2 separate regions of the Sus scrofa genome follow, and region 1 is linked to region 2. A link is a contact called in public Hi-C data. All regions are on one chromosome and are shown on one strand. Each heading gives the region's core, a stretch centred on a gene start, on an enhancer-like site or on the middle of the called end of the contact. The rest is flanking DNA. Distances are from core to core; before and after follow the strand shown.

Evidence for each region. Hi-C and Micro-C count contacts between places; a contact is called where the count stands out from the background.
Region 1: a contact with region 2 is called in a Hi-C map of liver, with 7 times the contacts expected there. The contact joins the promoter of SEC24C here to the promoter of DNAJC9 in region 2. A contact is called at or near these places in 1 of 5 promoter capture datasets (liver), 4 of 47 Hi-C or Micro-C datasets (liver and retroperitoneal adipose tissue) and 1 of 2 datasets of contacts at active chromatin or transcription factors (alveolar macrophages).

Annotation. Positions count from the first base shown.
Region 1 is chr14:76,470,147-76,475,954 of Sscrofa11.1, reverse strand. It overlaps SEC24C (protein transport protein Sec24C), which reads right to left and starts at 2,249. Exons shown (of 24, transcript XM_013983347.2): 1 at 2,114-2,249; 2 at 1-133. The coding sequence starts at 105.
Region 2 is chr14:76,066,943-76,072,496 of Sscrofa11.1, reverse strand. DNAJC9 (dnaJ homolog subfamily C member 9) reads left to right here and starts at 2,196. Exons shown (of 5, transcript XM_003483498.4): 1 at 2,196-2,500; 2 at 2,674-2,814; 3 at 3,440-3,694. The coding sequence starts at 2,321. It overlaps MRPS16 (28S ribosomal protein S16, mitochondrial), which reads left to right. Exons shown (of 4, transcript XR_001301010.1): 3 at 1-74; 4 at 1,220-1,480.

The sequences.
Region 1 (5,808 bases), core at 1,000-3,499, 400 kb before region 2:
TGGGGATCCTTGTTGTCCACCATAGCTGGATTGATGATACCCTGGGTAGACAGGCTGGGGCTGCCCGAATGGCGGCACAGGTGGAGCTGACTGGTTAACGTTCATTATGAGAGCATCCCCAACTTGGTCTCACCTATTAGATGAAAGAGAAGAGAGAAATTAGTCAAAATCAACTTTCTTGCTTTTTTTTTAAGGCTGCACCCATGGCATATGGAAGTTCCCAGGCTAGGGGTCAAATCAGAGCTGCAGCTGCACAGCCACAGCAACACAGGATCTGAGCTGTGTCTGCAACCTACACCACAGCTTACAGCAATGCCGGATCTCTAACCCACTGAGCAAGACCAGGGATTGAGCCCACGTCCTCGTGGATATAGTTGAATTCATTTCTGCTGCACCACAATGGGAACTCCCCAGAATCAACTTTCTAAAGAGAGAGCACTATTCACAGTAGGAATCAGAGACAGAAAAGGATGGAGCTTATCAAGCAGTGATCGGCCTAATCATTTCCACACTACCAAAGGATCTTTGTAATTTTCTGCCTCAGACAGTAGGTAAGATTGCCTCCTCAAAGTAAGGATTTTGTTACTCTCAACCCCATGCTTTGTCATTGCCAAGAGGGTATAAATTTCAACTTCAGATAGGCCCACTAGAATGGAGCAGCAGCCTCCATTCCTCGTGGTACGATTTCTAGTGTCTAGTCATACCACTGATGAACTGCTGTGATATTACAGGTAACTGAAACAATGTTCCCACTTTCCATTCATTAACTCTAGCATCCATTCATTCCACAAAAATGAATACCTTCTAGTGTGCTAGTCATTTTTAATCACTCAGACTTCATAGCTAAAACAGATCGGCAAAATTCCCTCCCCCTCAGAAGGCAAATTTTAGAGTAACCGGCTAGAGAAAAGACATTTTTTGGTTAAACTGCAGTAAATCAAGTGCTTCTCCATCCCCAGTATTCCCACCAAGAGTGTATGGACCTTAGAACTGAAGCATTAAAAATCAATAAATGTAAAGAACAGTTGAAAACTCTAGCAAGTTACCAGATTAGAATTAAGTGCAGGCCTGGCACAAAACATCTCACAACAACCCAGGGAAACAGTTCAAAGATCAGTGGCAAAGTTACATTTCACGGAAAAAGATCATTCACCTTATCCTTCTAGCAGAGGGACTATGAGTATTTCAAATCTCAATGCACTTCTCCAACTCTCCAGTTTGTGCTCTCCTTATATGTCATGAATCTAGGCCACCACCGAAATTATCACAATCTTTTCCAGCAAAAGAGGAATGAACTGGAGAGCCTTTCCAGGGTCCTTTCAAGAAGAAGACTCTCTGATCATATCTACTACTCTACATAGCCTGATCATTCCAAATATCCTATAGACAGAAGGGGCCCAGGAAGCAAAAAAGTTCAGTTTCTGCAATGGAACAATGGGCCTCTCCCCTTTGCTAGGAAGGGCCATTTTGACCACAGAAAAACTGAGCTGCTTCTGGACTAGAACTCTTTAAATTCAACGCCATCTCGGGAGCTGTTCTTCCAAATACTAAACCTAGCACAGAGCACCACATGAAGCTTGACAGACGTCCTCTTCACCTTTATCCTCCTAAAGTCAGTGTGGGAGTGGGGATGGCAGAAAAGGAGCTTCTTTTCGAGGAAATAACCCTTTCAAATACACCCAAGAGTTTGAAGTAAGGCTCAAGTCTCTGAGTGGACAGTCAAGGGTGACAACCCAGGGGGCGGGGCAAGCTTCCTAGAACTCTTAAAGTAGTCGAACTGTGGAGGCTGGGAGCGTCGGGGCTCAAACCCGAGAAGCCAAGCCAGCTTCTCAGGCCACGATGAGAGAGAGGGCTGGTCCACTAAGCAGTAGATCAAGGGTCTCTCGCCCTTCAGCAGGCTCAGGGCAGGAAGCGGGAGCCGGAATCTGGGCCAAGAGGGGAGAAGGGAGGGTCTAGGACTGATCCTGGACTGTGGATGCCTGAGGTGAGGGTCTCTCCCTGGGCCCCGCCCCGGGCTCCTCCCATTCTTCTGAGACCGGACCCCAATCTGGCCAGTGATACCCCGGCCTCTCTTCTGCTTTCTACCCACCAACCTCCCGAAGCCACTCCTCACCCGGCTCCAGATCCAGGTTCGACTTCGTTCCTAACGTCAAGGCTCCCAGGCTCCACTTCCGGTTCCGAGGAAGCCGGCCCTTCGCCCCCGGAAGTTCCACCCCCACGTTCCAGGGCCACTCCTTCTGCCACGTCTGCGGTAGGAGCGCGCTGAGGAACCCGGATGCCGCGCACGCGCCATTTTCCCCTCCCATTATGGCCGTCACCTGGGACGCTTCGCTGGTTCCTATGCATTTTCGCTCCACCCCAACCCCCACCGCCACCCACCCCAGAGTCCTGGTAACTTAAGGTCCCATCAGCTGAGATGCGATTGAGAAAGCTAGGTCAACTATCTTTAGTAACGCTCCTCCAGTTCCGCTATGACAGAGACCGCTAGATTTAGAGTCCTGTAGCGACTTCCTGCTGACCCCTGGCCCCATTGATTTCCGTCTTCGATGTTCTCACCCATGACCTTTGCTGGTCCTGAGTTTTGCGGAACGGAATGTATAATATAAAAGGACACTAATTCTTCTTTTGGGCTTCATGTGTTGAAGTTGTGGCTCTTCAGTTCTCTAACTTGGGTGACTTAATCTCAGCCTCGGTTTCTTTAATCTGTAAAATGGAGAAAATATGAATGCCCTTCTAATAGCTTGTGGAGAGGACGGAATTAGGTCACATAGAGTGCCTGACAACATAGTAAGTGCTTCTTACTTTTTTTTTTTTTCTTTTTTTTGGTCGGGCCAGTGGCATGTGGAAGTTGGCAGAACAGGGTTTGAACCTCTTACCACAGCAGTGAAAAGGCTGGATCCTTAACCTGCTGAGCCACCAGGGAACTCCTAGTTAACCATTTTTATTTAGTGCCTTGGTTTAGATGCAGAGCTCTGCTAAAGCCTGATGATCTCTACTCTCAGAACACCCCCAGCCTATTGGGTAATTATTATTACCCATTTAGTGAGTAACAATAATTGTAGCTGGTATTTGTGGTAATTTAAAAAATATACATAACCTCATTTAATCCTTTCAATAATTTTTTTCATTTTTAATAATAGTAATTATTTTAGTACAAATATTGATGTTTATTTTTAGATAATAAAAATTCAGGAGCATTTTTCTACTTCATAGCATCCATTAAATCAATTTTATGACTTTTTGCATTATAATATATTCATTTATCATTTTTTGTATTTTTTTATTTTTTCTCTTTTGTCTTTTTAGGGCCTCACCCTTGTCATATGGAGGTTCCCAGGCTAGGGGTCCAATCGGAGCTGCAGCTGCCAGCCTATGCCAGAGCCATAGCAACACCACATCTGAGCCACGTCTGTGACCTACATCAGAGTTCACAGCAACACCAGATCCTTAACCCACTGAGCGAGGCCAGGGATTGAACCTGCAACCTCATGGTTCCTAGTCGGATTTGTTTCCGCTGCACCACAACAGGAACTCACTGTATTTCTTTTTTTAACAGTATTTAATTTACTGTGAGTTTCAGGTGTATAGCAAAGTGATTCAGTTACACACACACACACACGCACACATATATATTCTTTTTCAGATTATTTTTCATTATGGATTATTACAGGATATTGAGTATGGTTCCCAGTGCTATACAGTAGGTCCTTGTTTACCTATCTTATACATGATGGTGTGTATATCCTAATCCCAAATTCCTAGTTTATCTCTTCTGGGACCCTCCTGCTCTATCCTTTGGTAACCCTAAGTTTGTTTTCTATATCCATGAGTCTATGTCTGTTTTGTATCATTTGTATCATTTTTTTTAAGATTCCATATATAAGTGACATCATATATTTGTCTTTTTTTTTTTCTTTTTTGTCTTTTTAGGGCTGCCCCCACAGCATTTGGAGGTTCCTAGGCTAGGGGTCTAATGGGAGCTGTAGCTGCTGGCCTACACCACAGCACAGCAACATCAGATCTGAGCTGCCTCTGTGACCTACACCACAGCTCACGGCAACACCAGATCCTTAACCCACTGAGCGAGGCCAGGGATCAAACCTGAAACCTCGGGGTTCCTAGTCAGATTCGTTTCTGCTGTGCCCCGACAGGAACTCCATATTTGTCTTTCTTTATCTGACTTCAATTAATATGACAATCTCTAGGTCCATCCATGCTACTGCAAATGCATTATTCATTCTTTTTTATGGTCAAGTGATATCTATCTATATAGCTATAGATACATCCATCTTCATCCATTCATCTGTTGATAGACTTTTAGGTTGCTTCCATGTCTTGGCTATTGTAAATAGTGCTGCTTTGGGTGAATGTATCTTTTTTTTTTTTTTTTTTGTCTTTTCTAGGGCCTATCCCGTGGCATATGGAGGTTTCCCAGGCTAGGGGTCCAATCGGAGCTGTAGCCACCGGCCTACGCCAGAGCCACAGCAACACGGGTTCTGAGCCACATCTGCAACCTACACCACAGCTCACGGCAACGCCAGATCCTTAACCCACTGAGCAAGGCCAGGGATCAAACCCGCAACCTCATGGTTCCTAGACAGATTCACTAGCCACTGAGCCACGATGGGAACTCCTTTTTGGTCTTTTTAGGGCCACACTGTGACATAGGGATGTTCCCAGTCCAGGGGTTGAATTGGAGCTGTAGTTGCTGGCCTACACCCCAGCCACAGCAACACCAGATCCAAGCCGTGTCTGTGGCCTACAACGCAATGCTGGATCCTTAACCCAGTGATTGAAGCCAGGGATTGAACCTGCATCCTCACAGATGCTAGTCAGGGGATTCATTCCTGATGAGCCACAATGAGACCTCTGCATGTATTGTTTTGAGTTAGAGTTTTCTCTGGATATATGCCCAGGAGTGAGATTGCAGTATCATATGGTAACTCTATTTTTAGTTTTTTATGGAACCTCCATACTGTTCTCTGTAGTGGCTGCGCCAATTTACATTCCCACCAACAGTGTAAGAGGATTCCTTTCTTTCCACATCCTCTATAGCATTGTTATTTGTAGACTTTTTTTTTCTTTTAGATATGGAGTTCCTGGGTCAGGAATCAGATCCAGATCTGAGATTAGAACCAAGCCGCAGTTGTGACCTGCACTGCAGGTACGGCAACACTGGATTTTTTAACCGACTGTGCCAGGCCAGGGATCAAACCTGCAACCTGGCACTGCAGGGATGCCACCAATCCCATTCTATCACAGAGAGAACTCCTATTTGTAGACTTTTTTAATCTTGGCCATTCTGACTGGTGTGAGGTGATACCTCATTGTAGTTTCGATTCCATTTCTCTAGTGATATTGAGCATCTTTTCATGTACCTGTTGTCTATCTGTATGGCTTCTTTGGAGAAATGTCTATTTAGGTCTTCTCATTTTTTTATTGGATTGTTTTTTTGATATTAAGTTGTTTGAGCTGTTTGTATATTAATAATTTTGAGAGAGTTCCCATTGTGACTCAGCAGGTTAAGGACCTGACTAGTATCCATGAGGATGCATGTTTGATCCCTGGTCTCCCTCAGTGGATTAAAGATCTGGCCTTGCTGAACGTTATAGTGCAAGTTGAAGATGCACCTTGGATCCATGTTGCCATGGCTGTGGTATAGGCCTCAGCTGCAGCTCTGATTTGATCCTGAGCCCAGGAACTTCCATATGCCATAGGTGTGGCTGTAAAATAATAATAATAAATAATAATAACTTATTTTTTAATCATATGACAAACCATGTTCTTGGTTTGAGGAATACAGTAGTG
Region 2 (5,554 bases), core at 947-3,446:
TGGCCTATCCAAGTAATTCTTCCTGTAATCATTTGCGATCATCCCACCAACTCAAGAACACAGTTACTTCCAAGGTAGGTTTGTTATGAGCTTTTAGGCTACTTTTTAAGAATGAATAGCTGAAAGAAAGATAATGTTGTAAAGTACCTACATACATTCTAGGCCTTTTCCATGCAAGATTATTTTTGAGAATTACAAGGTATCATGAAGTTAGGTAGGGTTATCTCCAATTTATAGGTGGGGAAGCTGAGGTTTGGAAGAAGGCCACATAGTTTTAATAATGGGCAGAGCTAAGAGTCAACCCTCAGTGTGCCTACCTGGAGTCCTTTTCCAACATGTTATATTGTCAGTGGTGGAGGAATTGAGCAAAAATGAGGGGCTTTACAAAAGTCCACTTAAAAAGTCAGTGATAGAATCAGGTTTAGGTATCATGATTTGGTAATGTAAATGACTAGTTGTGCCAAAAACAAAAAAAAAAGAAAACAAACCCCAAATACATTATCTGTTCCACCAGAACTGTAGCAAGGATTATATTCTGTGTAAGATTAAAATATAGAAGATTTATAGAGGAGATTCTCAAGCTCTATCAGTGTACCGACTTATTTTATTCTCTGGGCTTTATATTCTGTGAATAGTTATCAGCCACCTCAAAATCTGGGGGTCACAAATTCTGCCAGGGTTGTCACTGTTTGGCCTCCACTTGCTTTGAGGAGACTTTGAAGGCAGGACAGGCAGAGAGGAACTGACTTTAGTTGGGTTGTATCTTGGATCTAGGAAAGAGAAATGTTTTGGAAACCACAGAAGTCTGGAAGTTAGATAATAATCTACCCTGGTTTGAGGTCTTCAGAGAAACTTCAATTGGTAGAGCAGAGGCAAATGTGATTCTGGAAAGTATTGATCAGTTAGGGGAACTGATGTGAAATGGGTATTACTTTGAGCTACTGAGTTTCTGCCAACTCGACTACTGTTGTCTGTCTTTTTTAAAAGATTCGTATATATACAACTTCCTGTGTGGGCTCATCCTCTCCCTGATTTCCAAAGTTTTCTCTAACCCTGGCCTTGCTTTGGATTTCCAGGCCCAGATTTTTCACCATGTTTTAAATGATTGCATCAGCCTATCTTGCTACTACCTCAAATCCAACATGCTTTAGAAAACCTTTGCTTCTGAAGTTGACCTTTTTTTTTTTTTTCTTTTTTTTTTTTTTTGCGGGGATGGGAGGGGGACGTGCCTGCAGCATATGGAATTACCAAGCCAGAGAAAGAACCCGGACCAGAGCAGTGACATGAGCTGCTGCAGTGACAAGGCTGGATCCTTAACCTGCTGCACCACAAGAGAACTCCCCCAAAGCTTGTGTTTTTATTAAGATGATTGTTGGATTATATTATCTCCACCAAAGTGGAGGAGCTGTTAAGGTGAATAGGAATGATTCTGTAATAAATGTCAAATCTAGACTCTCAGATTAAAAAAGTTTTTAAAAGATTGGTATTTTGTGTTTTTTGTTTAATGTAGGCTTATTTATTGCAGGACTCAAGGGAAAGTCCCTTCCCAGCAGTTCCGCCACCTGTAGGATGCAAAATTATTTGGGCCTTAGAGCTCTATATACTCTTGTCAAATCATCATTGGAAAAGAGCAAATCTATTTAATCTTTAGGTTAAACCATGTGAAATTGCCAAACGCCAATGTTAGGCTTTTTTTTTTTTTTTAAACTGAAAAAAAGCAAAAAAACAGCATTGCAGGAGTTGCCCGCTGTGGCGCAACGGGATCAGCAGCATCTCTGGAGTTCTGGGACGCAGGTTCAATACCTGTCCCCTGCACGTGTTGCACATGTTGCCGCAGCTGTGGAGGTGGTCACAACTGGGGCTGGGATCTGATCCCTGGCTCGGAAACTCCATTTGCCGCGGGGCGGTCGAAAAAACCCCACCAAAACAACAATGCATAGATTCAGCTTAATATGATGAACGTTCCTTATACTGCATAAACTGAGCGGGGATTTTGAGAATATAGCTGCCAAGTTTCGAAAATAAGGGGAGTCGGGCCGCGGAGGAGAGGGCGGGGTAGAAGGAGATCCCCTAGGTCAGAGAGATCTGGGACGCCGTAGCCACACCCTGTCTCTACCTCGGCTGACGCCAGCTTTAACCACGCCCCATTTTGCAGCCGTCGTAAAGTGTGGCGTCGAGACCCCGCCCCTTCCTGCGCCTCTTATGACGCAGGCGCCCTGGGCGTTTTGCGCGGGAAAAGGAAGCGGTGTAGTGTTCTGCTCTGTTGTAGGGACCTGCTGTTTTCAGTGAGGCTGCCGCCCGCTCTGCACCACTACCAGCCATGGGACTTCTGGAGCTGTGCGAGGAAGTATTCGGAACCACCGACCTATACCGAGTGTTGGGCGTGCGACGCGAGGCCTCAGACGGCGAGGTCCGACGTGGTTACCACAAAGTGTCCCTGCAGGTGCACCCGGACCGGGTGGGCGAGGGCGACAAGCAGGACGCCACTCGCCGCTTCCAGGTACGCTAGACCCCGCTCCACCCGCCGCCCGGGCTTCTTTCCGTCTCCTGGCCGCTTAGCGCCGCCCGGGTGAAGTAAGCGGAACCCGGCCTGGCGTTTTCTAATCTTTTTTTTTTCCGCGGTGTTGTTCCAGTGAGGGGGCAGGGGTGACTTCTGGATGCTCTTTCCCGCAGATCCTCGGGAAGGTCTATTCCGTTCTGAGTGACAAAGATCAGAGGGCAGTGTACGATGAGCAGGGAACTGTGGACGAGGATTCTGATGTGCTCAGCCAAGATCGGGACTGGGAGACCTATTGGAGATTACTCTTTAAAAAGGTAAAGAACTCTGGAGATTTCCTTGTGACTGTTACCATCATTCATTCAACGAAGATTTATTGGATGCCTCTAAGGTCTTGCACTTTGTATTGTGTAAAAATGAGGAAATTTTTATTTGGCTTCGATATATTAATAAATACCCACAGGCATTCCTCAGGAGATACCTATCTAACCTATTGATCTTGAGGAAAGACAAATTTAACTATTAGGTTGAACCATGTGTATGTGTGAAACCATACACATACACACACTTAACTGAAATGGATCTTTAATCATCTGTTGATGTAGAATGATTATAGTAAAAGGGGGGCATTTAATTTTTTTTACAAGATGTGCTTTATTTTACATATCTAGATGCAAGTTTTGAGTATTTTCCTGGGTCTCTTCCCAACTTTGAAAACTTCACTTAAATTTTTCTGATCTGTAGCTTAGCAGTTGTAAAGGTCGGGCTGAGAGAACTCTGGAAAATCTTTGGCGTAGAAAATTTGGTTCCTTAAAACAGTTTCAGCTCAAGTAACGTGTATTGGGGAGAAGCATTTCAAGACCTAAATTTAGTTTTTACTAGAGTTCCTTTTATTTAAAATAAAATTCTCAAAGTTAAAGCATATATCTCTCATTTGTTCAGATATCTCTAGAGGACATTCAAGCTTTTGAAAAGACATACAAAGGTTCTGAAGAAGAGCTGGCTGACGTTAAACAGGCCTATCTAGACTTCAAGGGTGACATGGATCAGATTATGGAGTCTGTGCTGTGTGTGCAATACACAGAAGAACCCAGAATAAGGAATATTATACAACAAGCTATTGATGCTGGAGAGGTCCCATCCTATAATGCCTTTGTCAAAGAATCGAAGCAAAAAATGAATGCAAGGAAAAGAAGGGTAAGATTTTGAATGCTCTTTGTTATTTATATCTTGACTGCTTCCGAAAAGAATTTGAGGATATTTACAGTAATAAAAATACATAAAAGAAAAAGAAAATATATCTAAGACCACTGAGGACTTCTCTGGTGGTGGCCTAGCAGTTAAGGACTCTGTGTTGTCACTGCTGTGACTCAGGTCACTGCTGTGGCTTGGGTTCAGTCTCTGGCCCAGGAACTTCCCCATGCTATGGGTGTGGCAAAAAAAAAAAAAAACAAAACAAAAACAGAAAACACTGAAAAAAGGATAAGGGTTAACTTTATACTAGTTTTCATCTAATAAAATGAGCATATCAGCTCATTAAGGGAACCTTTTTTTTAACCTACTATGTTGTGCTCAGGAGGATTTTATGGCATGGATTATTTAGATAATCAATATTTTAAAGTAGCACTGAAATATTCTTCATATGGGCCAGTTCTTGTAGCCTTGCTGGGGCATTCCTGGGAGATGAAGTAAGGGAGCCCAGATACCTAAGCTAGATTGTGGTTCTTACTTGGTTAAAGGGTGGGGAGAGGGTGACAGAGACTGTGTCTGTTTTTCAGACTGTGTCTTTTTAATTCAGATTCCTTTGGTCTTGCCCAGATTGATCCTTGAATTGGACCCAGAAAATACCTTCTTTTTTTTTTGCATTTTAGGGCCGCACCCTCGGCATATGAAAGTTCCCAGGCTAGGGGTCGAATTGGAGCTGTAGCCACTGGCCTACACCACAGCCACAGCAACACCAGATCCAAGCTGTGTCTGCGACCTATACCACAGCTCACAGCACTGCTGGATTCCCAACCCACTGAGTGAGGCCAGGGATTGAACCTGCATCCTCATGGATTCATTTCTGCTGCACCACAACGGGAATTCCCCAGAATGTACATTTTCTTAAACAAATGATTTAGTTTATTTTTTATGAAGGTTTTTCTAAATACAACTTGGGATACACTTTTATGGAGTATCAAGGGTTGTGACTCATGTGTCCTTTATACCCATATTAATCTCTCGAGATGGTGAGGATAAGGATGATGGTAGGGAAAAGGAGTTTAAGGATATCTGGGGTTCAGGGAGGGAGTGCATTCAAGGTGGCAGACATCTATGCCTCTAGTCAGGAGGAAGACCAGATTGGTACTGAAGTCACCATTGCTGGCTTTCATAGTGAGAGCTCCATGGAAAGCGGACAGTCTAAGATTTTAGCTCTTTGGTGGGTACCTTATTATGTGTGGCTGAACTGGAGGTGAAGGAAAGTCTGCACCTTTTAGGTGCTAGATACGCAGGAGAAAGGTGACACCTGAGATGAATTGAGAGAAGCGAATGTGTATCAAGATCATCATTTTGACTCACAGGTTACATCTGTTTCCATTCAAGTTGACAATTTAGCTTAAGTTGTTAATCATTTTTTTCAGATGAAACTGAGCACAGCTGTATTCAGCAATAGGCTGTTAGCTTGAAAAACTTCCTGTGAGTTTGGTGGGGGGCGCAGCAGAATAGTTTTGAGAGGCACTCCTGCAAACTTGGAGAGGGAGAATAGTTATTAAAAGAAACGGAATACAAGGACTGAAAGTAGACAGTGGAAACTGTCTCTGTTTATTGGAATAACAAGGTCCTAATGTGCCATCATTCTGAGTATTAATAGCATTCATTGTTGTTAAGAAAATTCACTGAGGGGGAGGGTGGGGCATCTTAGACTCTTAGTTGTTGCCCTGAAGGAAAGAATAAACTAATTATTAACCTTTCCCAAGGTATTCTTGTGGTATTTTGGAATCAGTGTTCTAGTAAAATTTGGCAAGAGGAGGTAGCTTTGAAATCCAGTAAAGAAAGGTTAAAACTGAATTTGTT